Regions from separate parts of the Gossypium hirsutum genome. Here all the other regions are linked to region 2. Evidence: chromatin contacts called from public Hi-C data. All regions are on one chromosome and are shown on one strand. Each heading gives the region's core, a stretch centred on a gene start, on an enhancer-like site or on the middle of the called end of the contact. The rest is flanking DNA. Distances are from core to core; before and after follow the strand shown. Region 1 holds the start of LOC107900744 (transcription factor MYB83). Region 2 holds the start of LOC107900731 (putative tRNA (cytidine(34)-2'-O)-methyltransferase). Region 3 holds the start of LOC107900739 (UDP-glycosyltransferase 73C6).

Region 1 (4,671 bases), core at 318-2,817, 210 kb after region 2:
ATATTGTTATAATATTTTAAAACCCTAAATCCGACTCTAAACCTAAACCTAAACCTAAACCGCTGTATAACATATATTGCGTACATAGTCTCAACTGAAGTAATAATTAATATTAACTGCTGGTTCGATGATAATCATATCATTTGGATCAGTTGCTTAATTTAGATATGCTATTAGGTATCGTACTTGCACATATATATTTTTTAGTAATGGTAATGGGACTACTTTACTATTAACAGAAAGATCCCTTGAAGGAAAAGAATGCTTTTTAGACCAAAAGAATGAGAGAAGAAAGGAGGGACCGGGGTGGCGTAGATATGGGCATATTTGAGTTAATTATTTGGTTCATGTTCCAAATACTATGAACCATGCATCCAGATTATATTATTCGCGTTTCTCATCTGGAAAACATATATGTGGAGGGAGACTAAGGATCCTAAAAGCTAAAAGGTATTACATTATTATTGTATAGGGTAAAAGTAGTTTCTGTTTTGGTCAAATTCCTCTACTAGTCCTTAAAATTATGGTGTGTTACAGATTTAGTCTTGATATTTTTTTTCCTTATACTTTTTGAAAATTTTGAAATTTCAATATGGACTAAATGATAGTTGTTAAGTTCATTAAGTTAAATATTTTCATTTCTAAAATCTTATGACGCAAATATATTGTACATGCGTAATGGTATGTCACATTGCTATTTTTATATAATACCCACAAAAAGTAAAGTTTTTAGAATCGAACTGTAGTCGAATAGGTCTAACCGGCTTGTTAGCTCAATTAAATAAATTGTTTTAAAATTTTTTTTAAAAAGAGAAAAGTCGGTTCAACCAATTCGAATGATTTGTGGGTCAACCGATCCAACCCTTTGTTCAAGATCGATACCCTAACTAGTTTTCGGTCTAATTCAGTTCTGAAAATAGTGCAAAAAATGCCATACTATTTTAGTTAATGAATACGGACTAAAAATGATTAAAATAGAAAACAAGCATTAAATCCACAACTTAATGATAATGATTTTAACTGTTACTATTTGACCCAAGATTGAAATTTCTAAAATAGAAAAAAAAATAGATCAAATTAGAGTATATGAATTAAATTTGTAACTTATGCATAGTATAAGGACTAAAAACAGTTTTTGACCATTTGTTTTGGAGTGCTGTTATTCTATATGTCTGTCTGTAAGTCTCATCTGGTCTGTGTTGCAGACAGTCTCTCTCTCTTTCCATGGGGAGAATTAATGGGGCATTGGCTTATCCTTCAAAAACACGTGTGGTTTGAGAGAGAGAGAGAGAGAGAGAGAGAGAGCATTATGTGAAGTGGAAGCAAAACTGGTGGTGTCTCGTATGCATATGATGATTACCTTGTGAGTGAAGAAAAATGCATCGAAAAAGACAAGATAGAGTCAAAGACAAGACGACCAACCATCCCATCCCTCAATCCTATGTGTGAGGGTAAGGGAGGTCCCCCTCCAATCCGTTTTCCACTCTACCCATCAACTAACAAACACTCCCTTTTTCCATTTCCCTCAACACATATATAAATATATTCATATTCCAAAGCAAACGAACCCCACAATCCCATCACTATCATCATCACCATTACCACCCCATCAAGCCTTCTTTCCCCCTTCTCTCTCCGCTGCAAACATCATTCACCTATATTATACCTCTCTCTTATCTCCATCCAACCAGTTAAAAAGATTGGAAAAGGCTCCACTACATCAGATCGACACCCAGCTGTGCAATGAGGAAGCCTGATCCTAATATGCCAAAAACCAACACCAACACCAACACCACCAACAAGATGAAGCTGAGGAAGGGGTTGTGGTCACCAGAAGAGGACGAGAAACTCATGAAGTACATGTTAACCAATGGACAAGGCTGCTGGAGTGACATTGCTAAGAATGCTGGTCTGCAAAGGTGTGGCAAAAGTTGTCGCCTTCGTTGGATTAATTACTTGAGACCTGATCTCAAACGTGGCGCCTTTTCTCTTCAAGAAGAAGAGCTTATCATACATTTGCACTCCATACTTGGAAACAGGTTCTATTTCTATTCCATTTCTCTTCCAAAAGGCCAATGTCATACGCATATTTATGTATCTTGGTGTAGTTCATTATTTAGAATCGCTTATGAATATTATATTCGAAATTTATATAGCCTTTGTTTAAGCTAAGATAGTTAAGGGCTATTCAATCCCATGGAATATGGCACTTCTGATCTATAATCTTCCCCTCCAGAAAACTTCATGCATTTGAAAAAACTGATCACCAGTGACCGGCCACACACCGGCACCAGCCACCATGTGCACCACTCATTTTTCTGGGGTTTCATTTTCATTTTCACTTTGAGATATGAGTCAAATCATGTTTAATGCAAAAAATGTTAACATCTCTGTTGAAAAATTTATATTATATACTGGTTATAGATAGATACATGTGATGTCTTATTATGTTTAATTTGGTTCCGAAATTTGCAGGTGGTCTCAAATCGCGGCTCGTCTTCCAGGAAGGACTGATAATGAAATAAAGAATTTCTGGAACTCAACACTAAAGAAAAGATTGAAAAACAACACATCCACATCCTCATCACCCAACAACAGTGATTCATCGGAGCCCAGGGATGTCGTAGGAGGGATTTTCCCTCTGCACGAACATCACGCGATGACCTTTTGCATGGACTCAATATCCTCATCATCAACAATATCCATGCCACCGATGGGTACAGGCAACCAATTCGATCCGTTCCCCCTGCTCAACATCAACCGTTACGATAAAACGGGCGGTGCAGCAGGTTTATTGGATCTGCCCACATGCTTGACACAAGGTGGTTTGGGAGAGGCATTATATGGGGATTATGGGGTTTTAGAGCCAGGGAAAATAGCGTTGGAAGGGGACTTTTCACTTCCTCCACTTGAGAGTAGAAGCATTGAAGAGAGCAATGCTGCCATTAACAGCATTGATAGGAAAAGCAATAACAACAACCACCACCACCACCATAATAATAATACTTGCTTCAACAACACTGATCAAAGCTTTAAAGTAGGGGAGGCGTTTGGGTTAGAAAATCATCATTGGGAAGCGGAAAACTTGAGAATGGGAGAATGGGAATTAGAGGGTTTGATGGATAACATATCTTCTTTCCCTAATTTCCTTGATTTCCAAGTTGAATAACTATATCTTCCATTTTCAACTCTACCCAAAGCCACACATAGAAAATTTTGGGCAGAACCTCCATTTTTTACCCCATTTAATCCTGTTATTGGCTCATTATAATCTTTTTTTTTTTGGGTTTTATTTTCAATTTGTTTTAGTTTTATATACGGGAGCTTGCATAAATTGGGACGTCGTCGAATAAGCATAAAATAGGTGGGAGATTAGTAGAGGTGAAGGCTTGTTGTACGTAAATGTAAGAGCATGAGGCATGCAAGGGGGATCGTGCAAGAACCGTCGTCCCTTTCTTAAGAGAAAATGTGAATAGTGATATACAGAAATAGAGAAAGCCGAAATAAAAAAAAAAAGATTATATTTGTTGAATTGTATACTTTTACTTTCATGTACAAATTAGGGGAATAAATTTAAAGTTAGATTTTTTTTTTGGTTATTAGTGGAAGGCCGAGAAGGACCGACGTTGAAATAATAAGCAAAATACAACTGCAGTTTCTTTTATAAGTACGTACGTACGTTAAATGATCAACATCTTCAAAATAAATGGTCTATTTCCTATCCAGTGTAACACAAATTAAATTTCTTTAATTAGGATTTACTCGACAAATAATATTTATAGGGATAATATCACATTTGGTTTTTGTACTTTCATAAATGTCCAATGTAGTATCTATATTTTGAAAATATTCAATATAGTACCTGAACTGTCAATATGTGTTTTATTATGGTACATGTTCTTTCATAAATGTCAATGTGGTACTTGTACTTTAAAAGTATCATATGTAGTACTTAAACTATTAATATGTGCTTTATTATGGTACATCGGTTTAACATCGTTAGTGAATTATTAAACCAACCAATGAAAATACAATAATATAACACATCAAAGTCTACATGGATAATATAACATTATGTGAAAAATTAAACTAAATTAATTGATAAACAAATAGCTAAATATATGGTTAATAAAAAAGAAGTTAGTCTAAATAGTTACTTTTGTTAATTATTTCTGTAACACCCCATACTTGACCCGGTCGCCAGGTCCGAGCTAGAGATGCTATAATCGTTATCGGAGCAACTACAATCAAACAAAATGTATATTCCATAAATACAATAATATATTCCAAATAAACAATCATCAAACTGTTATGCCATATCAAATTCCAAATTTGGGGTTCATACGAGCTTACGAAAGCTCTATTAATAACCTGGGATCGTTGGAGGACTAAAATGTAACATTTTAAAAGTTTTCAAGTTAATGTCGTGACTTCCCAGACAATAAACAAGCTTCCCTATTCAAAGACCAAATTATAAATTTTTAGAAACTATACTAGATGGACATTGCGACCTTGGGGTTCAACGTTGCAACTTCAAAGGTTGGCATCGGGACATCCAATTGGTGGTGTTGTGACATTGAAGACAATAGCCAACTTTCCAACCTAAGGACCAATTTATAAAACTTTCAAACATTTTAGAGCCGACGTCGTGACATCAATACAAGGGACATC
Region 2 (4,141 bases), core at 1,012-3,511:
AAGGAACCTGGAGACCACAATATTAAATACACAAAACATAGGAACCAAAAAGGGAAGCAGAAAGGAACAAATAGAATGCATTCATACACGTAGGCACAGAGCATAATGAGCCAAAAAATGATGCAAAAGTGCACATACTTGAAGGGTGTCTCTCCAGGGTTTTTCTGACGTGTAACATGTTCAAACTGCCATCCATTTTTGCAACAAAACTTGCTAGTTTGTCTGCAACTTTCTTCACAATAGGATCGGTTGGGGAAGGTGGTGCTGCACGTCACTTATAAAACTGATTAATACCAAGAGAATGAAGAAGAGAATGCAAATTACTCTTGTAGCAGGCAGGCGACATATTCCAAATCTTTCGTTGAACATTCTTTCCACCAATGTTGTTTGGTACTTAAGGCATAAGCTGCATTCACGAGATGAGAAATATTCAAGAAATTTTGCTCTCTTCCTCAACCACTTTCAGTTCAGAGAAGACTTACCGCCAGATGACTTCATAAATCATAGCAGTTAATAAGGGGACTATTTAACTCAGACACCGATAAAACGTTTCTTAATGAGAACAAATATAGATTAGTAATTCAAATATTCACGAACTCATTCTAGTTGCAAACTTGGCATCGTATCAGACATGCAGCCTAAGCATGTAAACTACCAAAGGACTACCAAGTCATAAAAAGCAACACAACAAGATAGATAAAAGCAGAAATTACCACCATCCACTTTTTTTATCCTTGTCCAGAGGCATCTGGTAGACCCAACTTTTTCCGTTTAAGCGGTCTGTCATCTGAAAACTTCCCTGCAGCTTGGTCCTCCTCCTCCTCATCATCTGCAGCCAACTTGAGAGGAGGTGCCACGAGCTTTGGTTTCTGCTTCAAGCTGAATGCAAGTTTGCCTCCGGAAGAAATTTGGGTGGTCTTATGTGAATCACTGGACTTACATTCCATGGCTATTTTGTTAGGGGCAATGGCAGGTTTGGAAGCTGAAGACCCTTTTACAAATTTGGGGGGTTTAGATTCTTCTAAAGCTGCAGCCTTGTCTTTTACATCCTTCTGCTGTTGAAGCTGTTTAAACCTCTCCATAAAGGAACCATCATTAACAAAAAGGCTAGATGGCACTCCTTTCTCCATGGGGAAAGAACCAACAACACTTGCTGGATAAGTAAAGGCTCTGAGCTATTCAGATATTGCAGCGGTAGGTCTTAAGGTTTGAATTTTTAATAAGAGTAAGAGATAGTATTACATTTACACAAAATGTTTCACCCTTCAAATAAAACATACACACATTTGGAAAAAGCAGAATTGAGAACTAAAGAGGCACATCGATAAATTCCCAGTTCTCGAGGATAACCAGTGTCTGATCAGTCAGATAAACAACACTTCAATTTGACTTTTCTCCATCCAAAAACCCAAAGGGCAGATAAACCATTAGCATTTAGCTGGACATAATTCTTCGTAAATTAACAGCAGAGATATGAAGCATGGGTAGCATCCGATACGCCCGAATAAGACAACTAAAAGCATTCTTAATCCAGATAAACTGAAACTAAGAAAATAAAACAAAGGGATAAAAGGGGCGCAGACGATCTAGCCGCTGATGAATTGGGTTGGGTTGGAGTGAGGTTTATATAAAGTATTTAGATTAATTTTTTTTAGTCAGGGTAGCCTAAAAACTAGATTTACTTTTTTTTTTTTAAAATTCGCTCGAAAAAACAAATTCGGTCCGACCCAATTTATTCATATTTAATTTTTAAAAAAATATAATACCTTAGTTAAAAGAAAAAAAATCATTTGGTATTCTAAGATGAATGAATGAGAAAATTAGTTAATGAGTCGTTATCAATATGATTTATTTTAAAGTAGATAACTTAAATTAATACCGTGATAATAGTAAAATAGAGTCAATTAACACTATCTAACTCAAAATAAAGATTTAACAAAATAAAATTTAGATGAAAAAGAAATATTAATTCATTACCTTAACCTAGATTAAAATAATTTTTTTAACACATTAAAAATACTTATAAAATATTTATATTAAATGTTTTATTATATTAAAAAACTAAAATAAATATAATAAATATTTTAATGTATTAAATATAAATTATAAATTTTTTAGATTTTGTACAATAAATTTAATTATTATTAGATTAATAATTTAATAAATATTATTTAATATATAATTAATATAATATTATTTTATAACATTGGGTGTCGAGAAAAATATTTACTCAAAATCTAACCCATATAAAAAATGATCTTAAATTTCATTTAAATCTATTTTTCGAATCTCTTGTATTTTGTTTAAACTCTTCTGGCGGATGAGGCGGCCCAAGTTCAAGTCGATCTCTCGATTGAGCAAAGAAAAAAGAAAAGAAAGGAGACCTGTGTCTGGTTAAGATTGAGTGGAAGAGGCAGAGGGTATCGTCGTTCTGATCTGAGCCACCCAGCCTTCCTTTCCAACCCTCTATTTTATTTTTTATTTTTATAAAGGAAGGAGGACATTAGGAAAGGTAGCAGGCCAAGGCCAAGAGGGTTAAAGAGAAAAAGAAGAAGAGAAACTGGAGTATTTACTTAGTGATAGTAATTAGTAAGTAATATGTATTAGTGAAGCTATCCAGTGATCCCACCCAGAGAGAAAGAAAGGTCAAACCCAATAGGTGTAGCATTTTATCTGTATTGGTATCTGTCTCTCTTTTGAGCATAAGAGCAAGAATGAGAGCAGTCCCATATTATTCCCAATTCCATCTTCTTCAAAGCCTAAGACATATTAACGATACTTCTTCTCTTTCTTTATTCCCAAACTTTCGCCCTTCTTCCCTACGCATACCACACCTCTCTTCTTTCTCTAATACCAGGGCTGACACTCACACTAAGACTAAGAGTAAGACCCTTTTCTCTCTCCACTGATATATGTATATATGCTTGTTTTTTGTTCTTAATTAATTAAGTTCACTGCCTTTCTTAATCTTCTTTCTTTGTGGGCTTGGCTGTTGCTGAAGTTGAAACAGGAAATGGGAACAACTCTCTGCCTGCCCCTGACCCCCAACAAAAATTGCTTCAAGTCGTCTTAGTTTCTCCTCAGGTATCTACTGTATTTTTCATCTTTAACATGTTATAGCTCATATACAAGCACCTCTACTTAATTGTTTTCCCTTTTCTGCCCTTGCCCATGCCTTCAGATTCCTGGAAATGCAGGTTGCATTGCAAGAACATGCGCTGCCTCAGCTGTTGCCCTTCACCTTGTTGGGGTATCTTTTCCTCTTCTCTTCTCTCTTTTTTGTTTTACTTTACTTATTTTTGCCAACCTTGACCTTTTATTTAAGATGCTTCTGCTGTTGTATTTTTTCAGCCATTAGGATTTAAAGTGGATGATAATAAATTAAAACGTGCTGGACTGGATTACTGGCCGTATCCTCCCATATTTATGTTCTCTACATACCCTTTTTCCAGTTGAATGAAATGCATGGACACCCTTTCTCTCTATTTTCAATTTAAGATTCTATTCGAATTGGGCACTTCCTAATTGTTCATCAGTTCATAGTACAGTTTGGCATATATTTTTCTATCCTCACAAACAAGTTTTCATATATAAATTATAGCCTCAAAGGCTTCAATTTAGCATAGTTTACAAAGATTGACCCAAATCGCATTTGATCCACTTCATTTTCCTTCCAACTCTGAAATATCTCCTGCTTTCCTGTTTTCACCAATAACTTGATGTCAGATATGTTGTTGTTAGAATACATGGCTCATGGGCAGAGTTTCAAAACTATTTCAAGCAACAGGTTTTTTCTCTTCCTGTCCCAACAATGGATTAGAAATGTTCTGTATCTTTTGTCATTAATTTCCTCCAAATATATTTGTTCCTATGATACAGGAAGGGGATAAGCGTTTGCTGGCTTTTACTAAAAGAGGAACAGCAATTCATTCAGTATGCTTTCTTTTCTTTTTATACTCTATGATATGACCATTTGAAATGCTAGAATTATCTTTTTTTTCTGTCTTGCTATCATCACTTGATGTTCTTTTCCACCCTATTTTATGTTACTGTTAATTGCTAGCACTTAGGTTGCAATCTTTAAGATACTATTAAGTTTCCTGATAAACATTCAGCCTAGAGTCTCTAAATCTTTTATGGC
Region 3 (4,684 bases), core at 737-3,236, 130 kb after region 2:
AGACCGAGAGGCAAGCTTTGTTTAAATCAGAAGCAATATCTGAAAAAGGTATTACAATGTTTTGGTGTAAATGAAAACACAAAACATGTAAGTACCCCACTTGCTTCTCATTTGAAACTTAGTGCTCAATTATCTCCGAAAACTGAAGAAGAAAGAGAATATATGGCGAAAGTCCCATATGCTAATGCAGTTGGGAGTTTGATGTATGCGATGGTGTGTACGAGGCCTGACATTTCACAAGCTGTTGGAGTTGTGAGCAGGTATATGCATGATCCTGGAAAAGGACATTGGCAAGCTGTGAAATGGATTCTACGGTATCTTCGAAAAACCGTAGATGTTGGTTTAATTTTTGAACAGGATGAAGCACTTGGTCAGTTTGTAGTTGGATATGTTGATTCCGACTTTGCTGGTGATTTAGATAAACGTCGTTCAACTACGGGGTATCTGTTTACTCTTGCGAAAGCCCCAGTGAGTTGGAAGTCTACCTTACAGTCTACAGTAGCTGTGTCTACTACAGAGGCAGAATATATGGCAGTTACAGAAGCTGTTAAGGAGGCTATTTGGCTTAATGGATTGTTGAAAGACTTAGGAGTTGTTCAAAGTCACATAAGTTTATATTGTGACAGTCAGAGCTATTCATTTAGCGAAAAATCAAGTCTATCATTCAAGAACCAAGCATATCGACGTAAGATATCACTTTGTGCGGGAAGTCTTTGAAAAAGGAAAAATTCTACTTCAGAAGATTCCGACAGCAGATAATCCCGCAGATATGATGACCAAGGTGGTAACAACAATCAAGTTTAATCATTGTTTGAACTTGATTAACATCCTGAGAATTTGAGCACCTTCAGGTGTATGGCGCTCGAGAGTGCATTTGTAGGCACTACAAAAGATAGTTTTATCGAATTTGGGGAGTTGAAGGAAGTGTGTGAAGATGTGATTATCCTAATCAAATCTTCAAGGTGGAGATTGTTAACATTAATGGGAGACAACATTAATGGCAAACAATACAAAGTGGTGCAAGTTTAGCACCCTAAAGTTGACTTTGAAAAAGTGGCATGGGATAATTTTTTTTTTGGTCCTTGAGATAATGGGCTATTTATTGTTTGGTCCTTAAACCTCAACTATAAATAGGCCTTCTCATTTCTCATTTCAATTCATCCCAACCAATCTTTCTCTCTTAGTTTTCTCTCTTCTTCCATTTGAGAATTCTTAAGGAATTCTATTTGTTTGTAATACTTTGGAGATAGTAAAGTTATCATCTGGTGTTAGTGCCCGAGGACGTAGGTATAATTTACCGAACCTCGTTAAATCTCTTGTGTTCTTTCTTGTCCTATTTTTCTTTCAATATTTGAGGGTATAATAGTAGTATTTAATTGTGCTATTAAATTACTATAGAAGGGATATTCTGTCTAAGGAAAGACTTGGTATTTAAGAGATCCATGTGATCCACCTCTCTTCCCTGGGAATTGAACTTTGTGTGATTTTTTAGTACAATAATTTACACGCTTCCGACCCTATTGGAACAACAGCTAAAACCAGTGATAGACTACCACACGCAAGAGCAGGACAAACCCTAAATGAATTTTGAGTTGTAGCCTAAGATACGTAGGTGAAACTTATTGGTGATCGAAGACAATTTTCCAAATATTGTGACTTGTTTTAATGTTGATAGAAAGCTTCCAGGCCTGAACCCAGTTCCACAAACGAAGATATCTTGCTGACCACCGTTTCAAAACTTTTTGTTTGTTTGTTCTTCGGCCATTGCCATATGATATGTAGTTCACATAATTATGTCCCAAGACTAGGACTAAACTCAGGGCCACTGGTCAGACACGTACTGAAATGGAGCAGACAATAAAAAAATGGTAAATAACGAAGTTCTACAGTCCACAGAATTCTAGTCTTTCTGACCAACCTCATCCTTTTACCGAATAAAACAATACTCTTATGTATGCTCTTGCATCAGCAGCCAAGTATAACATTCTTAAATGAACTTCAAACTTCGCTATATATAACAGTTATCGGCACCCTTCTATTACAAGTTAACTTGCGTGTTTCATTTACTCGTATTTCTATGGGTTCCTTATCCGACCAGCCTCACTTTGTGTTGTTCCCTTTCATGGCTCAAGGTCACTTGATCCCCATGGTAGATATTGGCCGACTGTTAGCACAACGTGACGTGATTGTTACTATAGTTACAACACCTCACAACGCAGGCAGAGTCCAGAATACGATTGCCCGTGCCATTGAGTCAGGGCTCCCTATCCGTTTAGTGCAGCTCCAGTTTCCTGGCAAAGAAGTAGGATTGCAAGATGGGGTTGAGAATCTAGACATGCTGTATTCAAGGGAGGACTTTTTCGATTTCTTCACTGCAGCAAACAAGATGGAAGAAGCAGTGCAGCAATTATTTGAGAAGCTAACACCACGCCCTAATTGCATTATTTCTGACATCTGCCTCTATTATACTCACAAAATTGCCACCAAGTTTCAGGTTCCAAGGATATCATTCCATGGATTTTGTTGCTTTTGTCTTCTTTGTTTGCATAATATACGTTCCTCCCAGATACTTGAGACCATAACCTCTGATTCTGAATACTTCACGGTACCTGGCTTGACTGAAAAGATCGAATTTACTAAAGCCCAGTTACCGCTTATCCGTGATGAACCCAAGAAGGACATTGTTGAACCAATGATCGAAGCTGACCGAGCATCATACGGGGTCGTCATAAATACTTTCGATGAGCTGGAGTCAACTTATGTGAAAGAGTATAGGAAGATAAAGAAAGCTTGGTGCATTGGTCCGGTTTCTCTTAGCCACAAAGATGAGTTAGACAAGGCTGAAAGAGGCAACAAGGCTTCAATCAGTGAGCAGCAGTGTTTGAAGTGGCTTGATTCTCAACAACCCAACTCTGTAATCTATGCTTGCCTTGGGAGCATCAGCACTGTAAAGTGCCCAGAACTGATAGAGTTGGGTTTGGGGTTAGAGGCATCGAACAAACCATTCATTTGGGTGCTAAGAGGAAACGATACAACATCAAACCAAGTGGAGAAGTGGATCAAAGAGGATGGATTTGAGGAAAGAATAAAAGGAAGAGGGCTTGTAGTTGTGGGATGGGCTCCCCAAGTACTCATTTTGTCACACCCAGCTATAGGAGGCTTTTTAACTCATTGCGGATGGAATTCAACAATTGAAGGCATTTCCGTTGGTGTCCCATTAATAACATTACCACTCTTCGCAGACCAGTTTAGTAACGAGAAGCTTGTAGAAATATTGAAAATCGGAGTCAGTCTTGGAATTGGCAAACCGACGATGTTTGGAGATGAGAAATCTGGGTTCATGTTGAAGAAAGAAGATGTTAAAAACGCGATAGCCCAATTGATGGATGAAGGAAATGAAGGAATAGAGAGAAGGAAACGTGCCAAAGAGTTTGGAGAGAAGGCAAAAAAAGCTGTTGAAGTGGGGGGCTCTTCTTACATTAATATGACTTTCTTAGTCCAAGATATCATCCAACAATCTTCAAAAATATGTTTGGATTAGACTTCTGTCTCACATGAGAGTGAGTGAGAATATAAGTTCTTTCAATATGCATAATACAATGTATACAGCTATTTTTCTTTCGTCAAAGTGTAAAATTATAGCTTTTTTTTCTTTTCTTCTTCAAAATCCACTTTGAGTTACCTATAAAGCAAACCAAATAAATAAATGAACAGATGAGATTATGCATGCTTCGTAATCTTTTTCTCTTAAAATTATTAGTGTGTGCCATACTTATGAAGCATTTATATGTACTTTGATTTACTTTTACATAATATATGCATAATACAGTAGGTCTATACAAAATGATTTTGATGACTCTGGGTTTCCTTGTCCGTTTGATGTGGAGTATGATGATATGAACCCTGGCAGCAGGTAATGCACGGAACTCCTCATATAAATCTTGCTGCTAGGAGCCTATCTGGTTCAAGAACCGGGATATATTTCCAAATAAAGTTTGCTTTCTATTTGTTAGCAAGCCACCCTGGCTGGCATTATACATTTTTCAATATCTAGTCCAGCTAGTACCTTAGTGGAATATCTGTTTGGGATAAGTATTGGTCTATCATCTATAGAGACTTCCAGTTAAACTTTGCTTTCTACTTTTGATAATAATTATTATAATAAATTAATTATCAAGTTTAGCCACTTTGCAAACTTTGTTAGCCATTCAAAAATTTAATTTATTGTTGTAATGGCCCAACATTGCCCGACCCGATATAAATTATGAAACCCAAAAAATAATTAAATGTCTAAAAATGTCCAGTTACGAACAAAAAATTAAATGCCCAAAATTATACCAGACCCAACTAAAACCCAAACTCACTAAGCCTAATACCCACCAGCCAATAGCCCAAATAAACCAAAACCTAATGGCCCAACACAAAAACAGAAGCCAGAAAACCCTAGCAGCAGGCTCCCCTCCACGTCACCGCGCCTCCGCACGCCCGTACCTACAGCGAACACAAACAAACAAATGCAGCAGAGAAAGAAAAAAACAGATTGTATTTTTCTATTTTATTCTATTTTTATTTTGAATAGGCAGATATAAAAAGAAAATAGAAAGCCATTGTAATGTTTTTAGACACGAAAATCAATACAAAAAAATAGATTGAAAGTAGATTTTCGTTTATTTCCTTTTCTCTT

Evidence for each region. Hi-C and Micro-C count contacts between places; a contact is called where the count stands out from the background.
Region 1: a Hi-C map of leaf shows a contact between it and region 2, with 1.9 times the contacts expected there. The contact joins the promoter of LOC107900744 here to the promoter of LOC107900731 in region 2. A contact is called at or near these places in 2 of 34 Hi-C or Micro-C datasets (both in leaf).
Region 3: a contact with region 2 is called in a Hi-C map of leaf, with 2.6 times the contacts expected there. The contact joins the promoter of LOC107900739 here to the promoter of LOC107900731 in region 2. A contact is called at or near these places in 5 of 34 Hi-C or Micro-C datasets (callus, hypocotyl and leaf).

The regions. Positions count from the first base shown.
Region 1 is chrD08:53,709,001-53,713,671 of Gossypium_hirsutum_v2.1, reverse strand. It overlaps LOC107900744 (transcription factor MYB83), which reads left to right and starts at 1,567. Exons shown (of 2, transcript XM_016826438.2): 1 at 1,567-2,039; 2 at 2,476-3,500. The coding sequence starts at 1,744. The coding sequence ends at 3,169.
Region 2 is chrD08:53,917,008-53,921,148 of Gossypium_hirsutum_v2.1, reverse strand. It overlaps LOC107900731 (putative tRNA (cytidine(34)-2'-O)-methyltransferase), which reads left to right and starts at 2,261. Exons shown (of 7, transcript XM_016826428.2): 1 at 2,261-2,883; 2 at 3,011-3,084; 3 at 3,182-3,250; 4 at 3,352-3,410; 5 at 3,727-3,787; 6 at 3,880-3,933. The coding sequence starts at 2,715. It also overlaps the pseudogene LOC107900729.
Region 3 is chrD08:53,783,537-53,788,220 of Gossypium_hirsutum_v2.1, reverse strand. LOC107900739 (UDP-glycosyltransferase 73C6) reads left to right here and starts at 1,986. Exons shown (of 1, transcript XM_016826435.2): 1 at 1,986-3,621. The coding sequence starts at 2,078. The coding sequence ends at 3,541. It overlaps LOC107900740 (a long non-coding RNA gene), which reads right to left. Exons shown (of 2, transcript XR_001685019.2): 2 at 4,201-4,491.